Regions from separate parts of the Sus scrofa genome. Here region 1 is linked to region 2. The links are chromatin contacts, called in public HiChIP or PLAC-seq maps. All regions are on one chromosome and are shown on one strand. The core of a region is the stretch at or near the end of the contact, and the rest is flanking DNA. Distances in the headings are between cores, read along the strand shown. Region 1 holds the start of TCEA3 (transcription elongation factor A protein 3). Region 2 holds the start of HNRNPR (heterogeneous nuclear ribonucleoprotein R).

Region 1 (4,401 bases), core at 1,390-3,889, 65 kb before region 2:
TGAGCTGTGGTGTAGGTCACAGACACAGCTTGGATCCCGCGTTGCTGTGGCTCTGGCATAGGCTGGCGGCTACAGCTCCGATTCGACCCCTAGCCTGGGAACCCCCATATGCCCTAGAAAAGACAAAAAAAAAAGGCAATCCTAAGTAAGTATAGACAGCTGTCCCCTCAACCCAGAGGGGCTTGCTTGGAGATTGGCCAAGAGGGTTTAGTCTAACCTCCTACAAGTGGCCTACAGTGCTCTGCATGGTCAGGCCCCACCCATCTCCAACTTTCTGCCCCTCCCCTCTGTGCACTCCTCTCACCTCTCTGCTGTAGCCACACCAATTTTTCAGTTCCTTCAACCCTGACATGCCAAGCACCCTCCCTTCCCTAAGCTTTGCACATTCAGAACTCCAGGACTCTGTTCCTCCCAGGATGCCCAGAGCTAAAAGTGCCTGGACATAGTAGGTGTTCAATAAATCCATGAAGGAGAGTTCCCTGGTGGCTCAGTGAGTTAAGGACCTGGCATTGACACTGCAGTGGTACAGGTCTGATCCCTGGCCTGGGAACTTCCATATGCCATGGGTGTGGCCAAAAATAAATAAATAAATAAAATTAAATAAATATATGAATGAATGAATGTTTCTTCTTATGTTAATACTCTCCTCCTCCTCCCCACAACTCCCACTCAGCACTTCTGCCCAAAATTTAAACTTCATTTCCTCAGAGAACATGACACCCTAACTGGTGCAGGTCTCCTCAAATACGTCTGTAAGTTACCCTCCATTTCTTCCTGACCCTCACCCCAGTTGGGATAGCACAGGATTGATGATGTTTAAGGTTGTTCTTACCCTTAGACTGAGTCCCCCTTGCTGAGATTGGATCTGTCTTGTTTGTTGCTCAGACATTCAGTATGTATTTGTTGAATGAATGAAAAACCTCCCCCTAACTACCTTGGTCCCAGGTCACACAGCAGCAGTTAGAAGTGTTTACCAAAATTTTAGAAATGGAGACCTGATTAAAAAAAACAAAACTGGAGTTCCCGTGGTGGCGCAGTGGTTAACGAATCCAACTAGGAACCATGAGGCTGCGGGTTCGATCCCTGCCCTTGCTCAGTGGGTTAAAGATCCGGCATTGCCGTGAGCTGTGGTGTAGGTCACAGATGCGGCTCGGATCCCGAGTTGCTGTGGCTCTGGCATAGGCTGGTGGCTACGGCTCCGATTGGACCCCTGGCCTGGGAACCTCCATATGCCGCGGGAGCGGCCCAAGAAATGGCAAAAAGACAAAATAAATAAATAAATAAATAAATAATAATAAAAAGTAAAAAATACAAAACTGTTTATTTGGGTTTTGTTAGTACTGCAGCCTGGGAGGCAGACTCAAGAAGAGCTTGAGTTGTGTTCTGCAGGACTACAAAATGGGGGAGACTTAACAGCTGCAAAAACCTCAAGGTTGCAGGTAGTTACACAAGTTGTTTATCAAGAATTACAATTGCAGCTGGCCAGAAGTAAGAGTGCTTGTTAAGTAAAGATTGGTTGGGGTCTGAAATGGTTGCACAGTTCCAATGGGAGACCTTGAGACCATCAGGTTTTGTAGTTGGCAGGTGTCGTTCTGAGTACTCTGGTGGTGTCCTTGGATCTGGTACAGTTCAAAGAAAGTTTTCAGTGATGCGGGGATGTGTCTGAGACCAGATGCTCTCGGCCACTCGACTCCATTTTGGATGCCTGAACTGTGATCACTCCATTTTAATTTCACATTGTCATCAGAAGCCAGAGGCATCTACTCTGTGACAGGGGATGGGGCGCCCTAAGTTTCTCTCAGGAAAGTCTGGAGATTTCACTGAACACCCCAAGCCACAACTCCCCATCCCAAACACTATGGACCACTCTTTATGAACCTCCCCTTCAGGTCCATAAGCACCTCTCACATACACACACACACACACAGATCATTTTCTGTCAAACTCACTTGTTTAGGAAGGGATCTGTGTCTGCTGAGGACACTTGGAAGGTCCTTCCCCAGGAGCACAGATGTGTGTACAGCTTTGAGGGCATAATCCTGTTTCCTCCCTTCCAGAACCAATCCCATTGGAGAGGCAGTGTCCTGACCCTGAATAAATAAAGGGCACCCATGCTCCTGGATCAGTATTTTTCTAAGTTTGGTACACTTAAGAATCTCCCAAGCCCGGAGTTTCCGTTGTGGCGCAGTGGTTAACGAATCTGACTAGGAACTATGAGGTTGCGGGTTCGATCCCTGGCCTTGCTCAGTGGGTTGAGGACGCGGCGTTGCTGTGGCTCTGGTGCAGGCCGGAAGCTTCAGCTCCGATTAGACCCCTAGCCTGGGAACCTCCGTATGCCGCAAGAGCGGCCCTAGAAACGGCAAAAAAAAAAAAAAAAAGAATCTCCCAAGCCTCACCGTGCACTGGTGGGACCTGCAACACCAGCAGAGCTTGTTAGCTGTTCACCAAACTGACGGCAACAGGGCTGGATACATGCAGTGCGCGCCAAAGAGTGAGCCCAGGATCAGACACAACTGGCTTTAGCGATGATGCAAAAATAATGTGATTCGTGTGTACCGAATTGCCTCCACGTGGGCACAGGCACGAACTAGGTCCGCCTGCTTTGAGCTGCAACGGTGCAGAGACTCTGGGGCCCAGAACTCTTCTCAAGGCTCCCGGAGCACCCTCTGGCGCCCTCCTGGCCGCCACAGCCTCTTGTGTCCTGGAACGACGGCCGCCCCACTCGCCAGAGAGTCCTCCTTCCCAAACCTCCCGGGACGGGCTTGAGGTGAAGGGCCGGCTCTCGCAGCCTCGTCCCCCTCTCGGGAGGGCCGACTGGCCGGGGCGATTGCCCGGGCGAGTCCTTGAAGTCTATATTTAGTGCACGCCACCCCTCCCCCACGGTCCGGAGGCCGGCGGCCGAGGGGGGTAGGGGAGAGCCCCGCCCCCGCCCCCGCCGGGCGTGCGTGTCGGGTGTGTTAGCGGCCCGCGCGGGTTGCGCGCCCTCAGCCGTTGCGCCTCAGGCCCCCGAAGCCAGGCTGCCGCCCTTGCGCCCCTCGCCCCGCCGGGCGTCGCGGGCCACCATGGGCCAGGAAGAGGAGCTTCTAAGGATCGCCAGGAAGCTGGAGAAGATGGTGGCCAGGAAGAACACGGTGAGGCGGCAAAGTTCGGGCCACAGCCCCCGCCCCCGGGAGGCGCGGCGCGTGCTCACCCGGGACTCCCGGGGGCGCGTGCTGGCTGGGCGCCCGGGAGGCGCGTGCGGGACTCGGGGACCCGAGGGAGGTGCGGCTGAGGCAGGGCTCAGCGCCCCGTGGGGATTGCTGGCACCTCGGGGTGGGCGTGTGCGTGGGCCGGGGCAGGATCGTGCGGGCCCCGAAGACCGGGCTTGAGCACGTCCGCCGGGACGTGCAGGGTTGGGGCCCCTGGGCAGCTTGTGCAGCGCCCGGTAAAGAGCGAAGAGACGGGGACCTGGAAAAAGACCCAGGGACTCGGCGTGTGCAAAGCCTGGGGAGCGGTGGTGACTTCGGGACGGGAGACCAGGGGGAACAAAATCCTGGGTGACCTGAGAAGGGGCAAAGAAATTTGAGCTGATGAGAGGTGCTGAGCCGCGTCTGTCCCACACCCTGGGAGTGGATCTGGCAAAGAAAAGTGAAGGGGCCTCGTAAACCCCAACCCCACGGTTTGAGGCTCCAGGAGCTGTTCTGTTTGCAACTCTCCCTTTCCTTGGCCGCAGGGTGGGGCCCGGGGAGGCGGGGGCTGAACAGGTGTCGGGCAGCCGCTGCGCCCACGGGACCCGCGGGCGGGGGAAGAGGGACCCGCTAGAGGCCTGTACTGGCGGGAGGGGGAAGCTGGAGGGAGGTTGGGGGGAAATCAGGGCTGGCGGCCCTACCCGCGGATCCCAAAGCGCCCCGTGCCAGGAGCCCAGAGCACGGGCGACTTGAAGTTAATGTTTGATCCTCCGGGTGATCTTTGCCTCAAGCTGGCTGCCGCCGGGTTGCTGAGCCGAGCAAACTTGGCCTTGGGATAGGGAGGGTGGTGGCTCACCAAGAGAGGGAAGATAGGGGAGGATAGCCCAGCAGGTAAGTCCCCCCACTTTGCCCTGTCTCAGGGTCCTCCTCTTCCCACCATCTAAGCCTTTCCAGCACATTCTGTACTCCTCAGAGCTTGGGAAAGGGATGGACCCTAAGGGTGGTTTTGGAGCAGGGAAGTGGTAGGGGTCGCTGGATCCATGGAGTGTCAGGCAGCCCTAGAGTAGACATGGGCAGTAACTAGTTGGTCCATGTAAAGACCAGAGCCTCAGTTTCTTCATCTGTAAGAAGATGAGATTACCTACCTCCTGGGAAGGAATGTCACTGGATTTTTGTCTCTGCTGGTGGCAGTGAGGATGGAAGTGATGTGAAACCCTAGGAAGACAGGGACTGA
Region 2 (4,532 bases), core at 2,004-4,503:
AGTCTCATCTCTGACCTGGAAGTTAGTTTCTTCACCTGAAAAAGGGAGATGATACTTTTTTTTTTTTTCCCGCTTGCCCCACATATTTTTGTGAACATTAAATGAGATACTATGGCAAGTGCTTAACAAATGTTAACTAGTATTATGAAGTCCATATAGGTAAAATGTCTATGGGACATTTTCTTTTCTAACAAAGCCACCCAACAGACTGTTGCTCCTCAATGACAAGAACTTATGAGGCCACAGATTTTTCCCTGGATATTGTCATTTCTCAGAACATGTTCAAGTTGCATTGCAAAGCCAGTCTGCACACCACATAAGGGAAGTGTTGTTATCTTATATCATAGTTTGCTTTGGGCTCTAAATAGTATTTTCTAACTTATTCATCAGATTGACAATGATGATCCCGCTATGACACAATGGGATTGGTGGCCTCTCTTCTGTGCCAGAATGCAGGTTTGATCCCCAGCCCCACACAGTGGATTAAAGGATCCAGTGTTGCCACAGCTTCGGTACAGGTTGCAACTGCAGCTCAGATATGATCCCTTGCCCCAGAAAGCTATATTCTTTGGGGCAGCCAAAAAAAAAAAAAAAGAAAAAGAAAAAAGAAAAGAAAAAATCTACCTCTACAAAATTGAGACTATGCCAACACTAAGACTCTAATTGAAAATGAGGAGTTCCCGTTGTGGCTCAGCAGTAACGAACCCAACTAGTATCCATGAGGATGCAGGCTTGACCCCTGGACTTGCTCAGTGGGTTGGCGATCTGGCGTTGTCATGAGCTGTGGTGTATGTAGTTTGAAGATGGGGCTAGGATGCCAAATTGCAGCTGGCAGTTGCAACTCCGATTTGACCCCTACCTAGTCTGGGAACTTCCATATGCTGCAGGTGTGACTCTAAAAAGAAAAAAAGAAAATGAGCTTGGTGTAGTAGCTCAAACTTGTGTTTCAGTCTTACTTCACCTGTGTGGCTTTAAGCAAATGTTTTAACCTCTCTGAGCCTTGTTTTCTCAATAAAATGGGATAAAAAAATTACTAGCCTTTAAGGTTTTATGCAAGGATCAGCAACAGCACATAGGAGCTTAATAAATGACAGTGATTATTGTTTAAAACATTGTGTCACTAAGGTGGAAAAAACCCCTTTCTTTCCATTTTATATTTATTTATTTATATTTTGATTTTTAGGACCACACGTGCGGTATATGGAAGTTCCCAGGCTAGGGGTTGAATTCCAAGCTGCAGCTGCCAGCCTATGGCATAGCCACAGCAATGGTGGATCTGAGCTGTGTCTTTGACCTATACCACAGCTCATGGCAACACCGGATCCTTCACCAACCAAGTGAGGCCAGGGATCAAACCCGAGTCCTCATGGATAGTAGTCGGGTTCGTTACCACTGAGCCACAACAGGAACTCTGCTCAGCAGGTTAGGAAACTGACAAAGTGTCTGTGAGGATGTGGGTTTGATCCCTGGCCTTGCTCAGTGGGTTAAGGATCCAGTGTTGCCGTAAGTTTCCCCCACTTGCCATAGGTTGCAGATGTGGCTCAGATCTGGTGTTGCTCTGGCTGTGGCGTAGTATGGCAGCTGCAGCTGCAATTAGACCCCTAGCCCAGGAACTTCCATATGCTGCAGGTTTGGCCCTAAAAAAGAAAAGGAAAAAAAAAAAAAAAAAAGAATCACTTTAATTACAGTATCCAGCTGAGGGGTTCTTATCCTATGTTAAACTGACCTAAGGGAGTCTCTGAATGGAATTTGTTGGTCCCTCAATTTGGAAGGAAAAAAAATAACATCTTTATTTTCACTTTCTACTGAAATTAAGCATTCTTCCCCATTGTGGATGTGGACAACAAACCACAGAATTAGCTGTGTCTTTCACTGTCACTAATAGGAATCACAGACATTTTCATATCACATTATAGTTATGGCATTTCTTGAAATATCTTCTCATTGCTTTAAAATTTCAGTAGCTGTTTGACCTGCTGCAAGATCTTGATAAAGATTACTATATCACATATCTCCTAATTGTATTTCAACATAGTGTCTTTGATAATGCTACATATTTTAGGCATTAAAACACCTAAAAGAGGAATTCCCGTCGTGGCGCAGTGGTTAACAAACCTGACTAGGAACCATGAGATTGCGGGTTCAATCTCTGGCCTCACTCAGTGGGTTAAGGATCTGGCGTTACCATGAGCTGTGGTGTAGGCTGCAGACGTGGCTCAGATATGGCGTTGCTGTGGCTGTGGTGTAGGCCGACGGCTACAACTCTGATTGGACCCCTAGCATGGGAAGCTCCATATGCCGCGGGAAGTGGCCCTAGAAAAGGCAAAAAAGACAAAAAATAAACAAACCCTAAGAGGTCCATAGCTTATACCAGACTGTTGAATGGCACAAAACAGATTAAGAACCCTTGAGTTAGAGGGAGATTTATCTGAAGCTAATAAAGTTTAAGCTTCAAAGTCCCTTTACCATGCTCTTCCAAGACACTTCTAAATTTGTACTCATCATTTAAGATATTTTTAAGGATCCCATCATTTGTATAAGTCTCACACCCCTCAACACAAAAGTTGGATCCACCGTGATGTTTAGCTCAGTACTGGGCACATAGGTTTTGAGTAAATAATTTTTGGTTGATAGCTTCTGGAAAATCTAATGGTCCTCGAAGTGTATATGGAAGTCTTGCGGAACACTGCTTGACTTCCTCCACTCCGGCGCGGAGGGGAAGGGTGGGGTGTTGGAAGTTGAGGTAGGGAAGGAAGGGATGTGGGATTAGAGGTTTGGATTAAGGCGAGGACGAGGAACAAACCAGTAGGTGTGGAGGGTGAGAAATGTTTCAGAATAACGGAAATTAGTCTCCTTTGGGAATTAGCTCTTTTCCTGGCACGGCTCTTTGGGGTTCGTGATGTATACGTCTGTCCTGCTTTCTGAATATTAATTAGCGTCAAACCCCGCGAAGAAAGGTCCCTGCTCTGTCATTTGTACTTAACTGCTTCTGAGTAATGCCCACTTTAGCGATTTCTCCCACATTCTGATCTGCTCCCAAGGATGTGTGGAAGGCAGCCGAGGAAGCCGTTTTCTGAGCGTTCCAAGGGATGATTTTCTACACGAAAAGATTCTCGGAAAAAAACGGGCGAGCCAAATCCTTAGATCGTGCTCTAATTAAAGTCCCAAAGACGACCTAGAGGAAGGCCGGACCGCGTGGCGGTGGGCGTGTCTGGGGCGAACGCCCGCGGCGGCCGCGGCGGCGGCACGCGGGGGAATCACCAGCGCTGCGGCAGCGGCGAAGCGGCGGGAAGGCCGCGGCCCGCCAGGGCCGGCGCGGACGGCAGGGGGCGGGATTCCGGAGGCGGCCACGCGGCGCGAGGCCTACTTTTTCGGCTTCGCGTCTGCAGCAGACGAGGAGGGCGGGGCCTCGGCCACCCTGGGCCCGGTGCCCCGCAGCCTCGCCTCCACCCGGGGCTTCACGATAGACCCCTTTGTGTTCCTACCCCCGCCCCGGAGGCGCCCCAGCCGGCGGCGCTGAGTTCCCTCATTGGCTCAGCCTACGGCTTCATCGATTGGCTCCCGAGCGTCCGGAGTAGTGAGCCTCTTCTCACTACTATTGGTCCTCTGAGCTGTCCCTTAGGCTGCCGCGCGAGGTGATTGCCCGGCCGCTCCGAGTCCCTGGAAGCAGTTCCGGGAAACCCCGCGTGCTGCCGGGATCGCGTCTCGGTCCATGAGGGGGGGAGGGGGTGGCGCGCGCGCCATTTCTAGTCGTTTTCAAAGCGCCTCGCGCTGATTCTCACGGGCCCGGCCGCCGGCCCCAGATCTGTCCTGGTGAGTCTCGCGCCGGCCCGCGGGGGGAGGGGCCGGGAGCCCCGATCCGACCCTAGTGGGCCTGGCCGGGGCTCCGCACCGCGTCCCGTTTGGTTTTCTCCGAGGCCCCGGGGTGGGGGTGGGGATGGGCTGGGGGCGGCTTTGGCCTCTCCCGCCGCACCGCTGAGGGCCTAGCCCCGCTGAGGCGCCTCCTCACCCTCGCTCATCCTCCCCCCGCCCCTCCAACCCCTAGCCCTCGGTCCGGCCCACCGGGCGCCCTTCGCGCGGCCTGCCGGGTCGGTCGCGCTTTTCCCGCCTCCGCCTGTCGCTCCTCGCGGCCGGGTTGGGCCGGGCCGGACCAGCGGCCTGAGGCGTCCACGGCACCATCGCCTTTCCCCGTCGGAGCCTCCAAGCTCCTGTCTCAGTCGGCCTAGCTATGAGTGGGATGTGTTGATGCTTGGGACAGGCATGAGTGGGGGTGGGTGGGCAGAGGGCGGGATGCAAACCCCGAGTGACCTGAGCCGGGAGAAAACTTTTGTGCGAAGCAGAGGCCGAAAGGCGGGTATGTGTAGAAAGCCTCCTTCCCCTCCCCCATTCTGCATGCTGCGAGTCGAGATTTGAAGGAAAAAATGACTATTAGAGGCCATGAAACTTAGGCTTCGAGCGGCGTCTGAGATACATAATTCCAGGAATGTCACAGGCGCACTAAATTGGAAAGGCGATTCTTTTTTTTCTATGGT

Evidence for each region. HiChIP or PLAC-seq counts read pairs in DNA pulled down with a chosen protein or histone mark.
Region 1: a contact with region 2 is called in an H3K27ac HiChIP or PLAC-seq map of skeletal muscle. The contact joins the promoter of TCEA3 here to the promoter of HNRNPR in region 2. A contact is called at or near these places in 3 of 47 Hi-C or Micro-C datasets (embryonic fibroblasts, retroperitoneal adipose tissue and skeletal muscle) and 1 of 2 datasets of contacts at active chromatin or transcription factors (skeletal muscle).

What each region holds. Positions count from the first base shown.
Region 1 is chr6:81,303,140-81,307,540 of Sscrofa11.1, reverse strand. TCEA3 (transcription elongation factor A protein 3) reads left to right here and starts at 2,639. Exons shown (of 11, transcript XM_021095523.1): 1 at 2,639-3,131. The coding sequence starts at 3,063.
Region 2 is chr6:81,238,544-81,243,075 of Sscrofa11.1, reverse strand. HNRNPR (heterogeneous nuclear ribonucleoprotein R) reads left to right here and starts at 3,253. Exons shown (of 11, transcript XM_021095513.1): 1 at 3,253-3,813.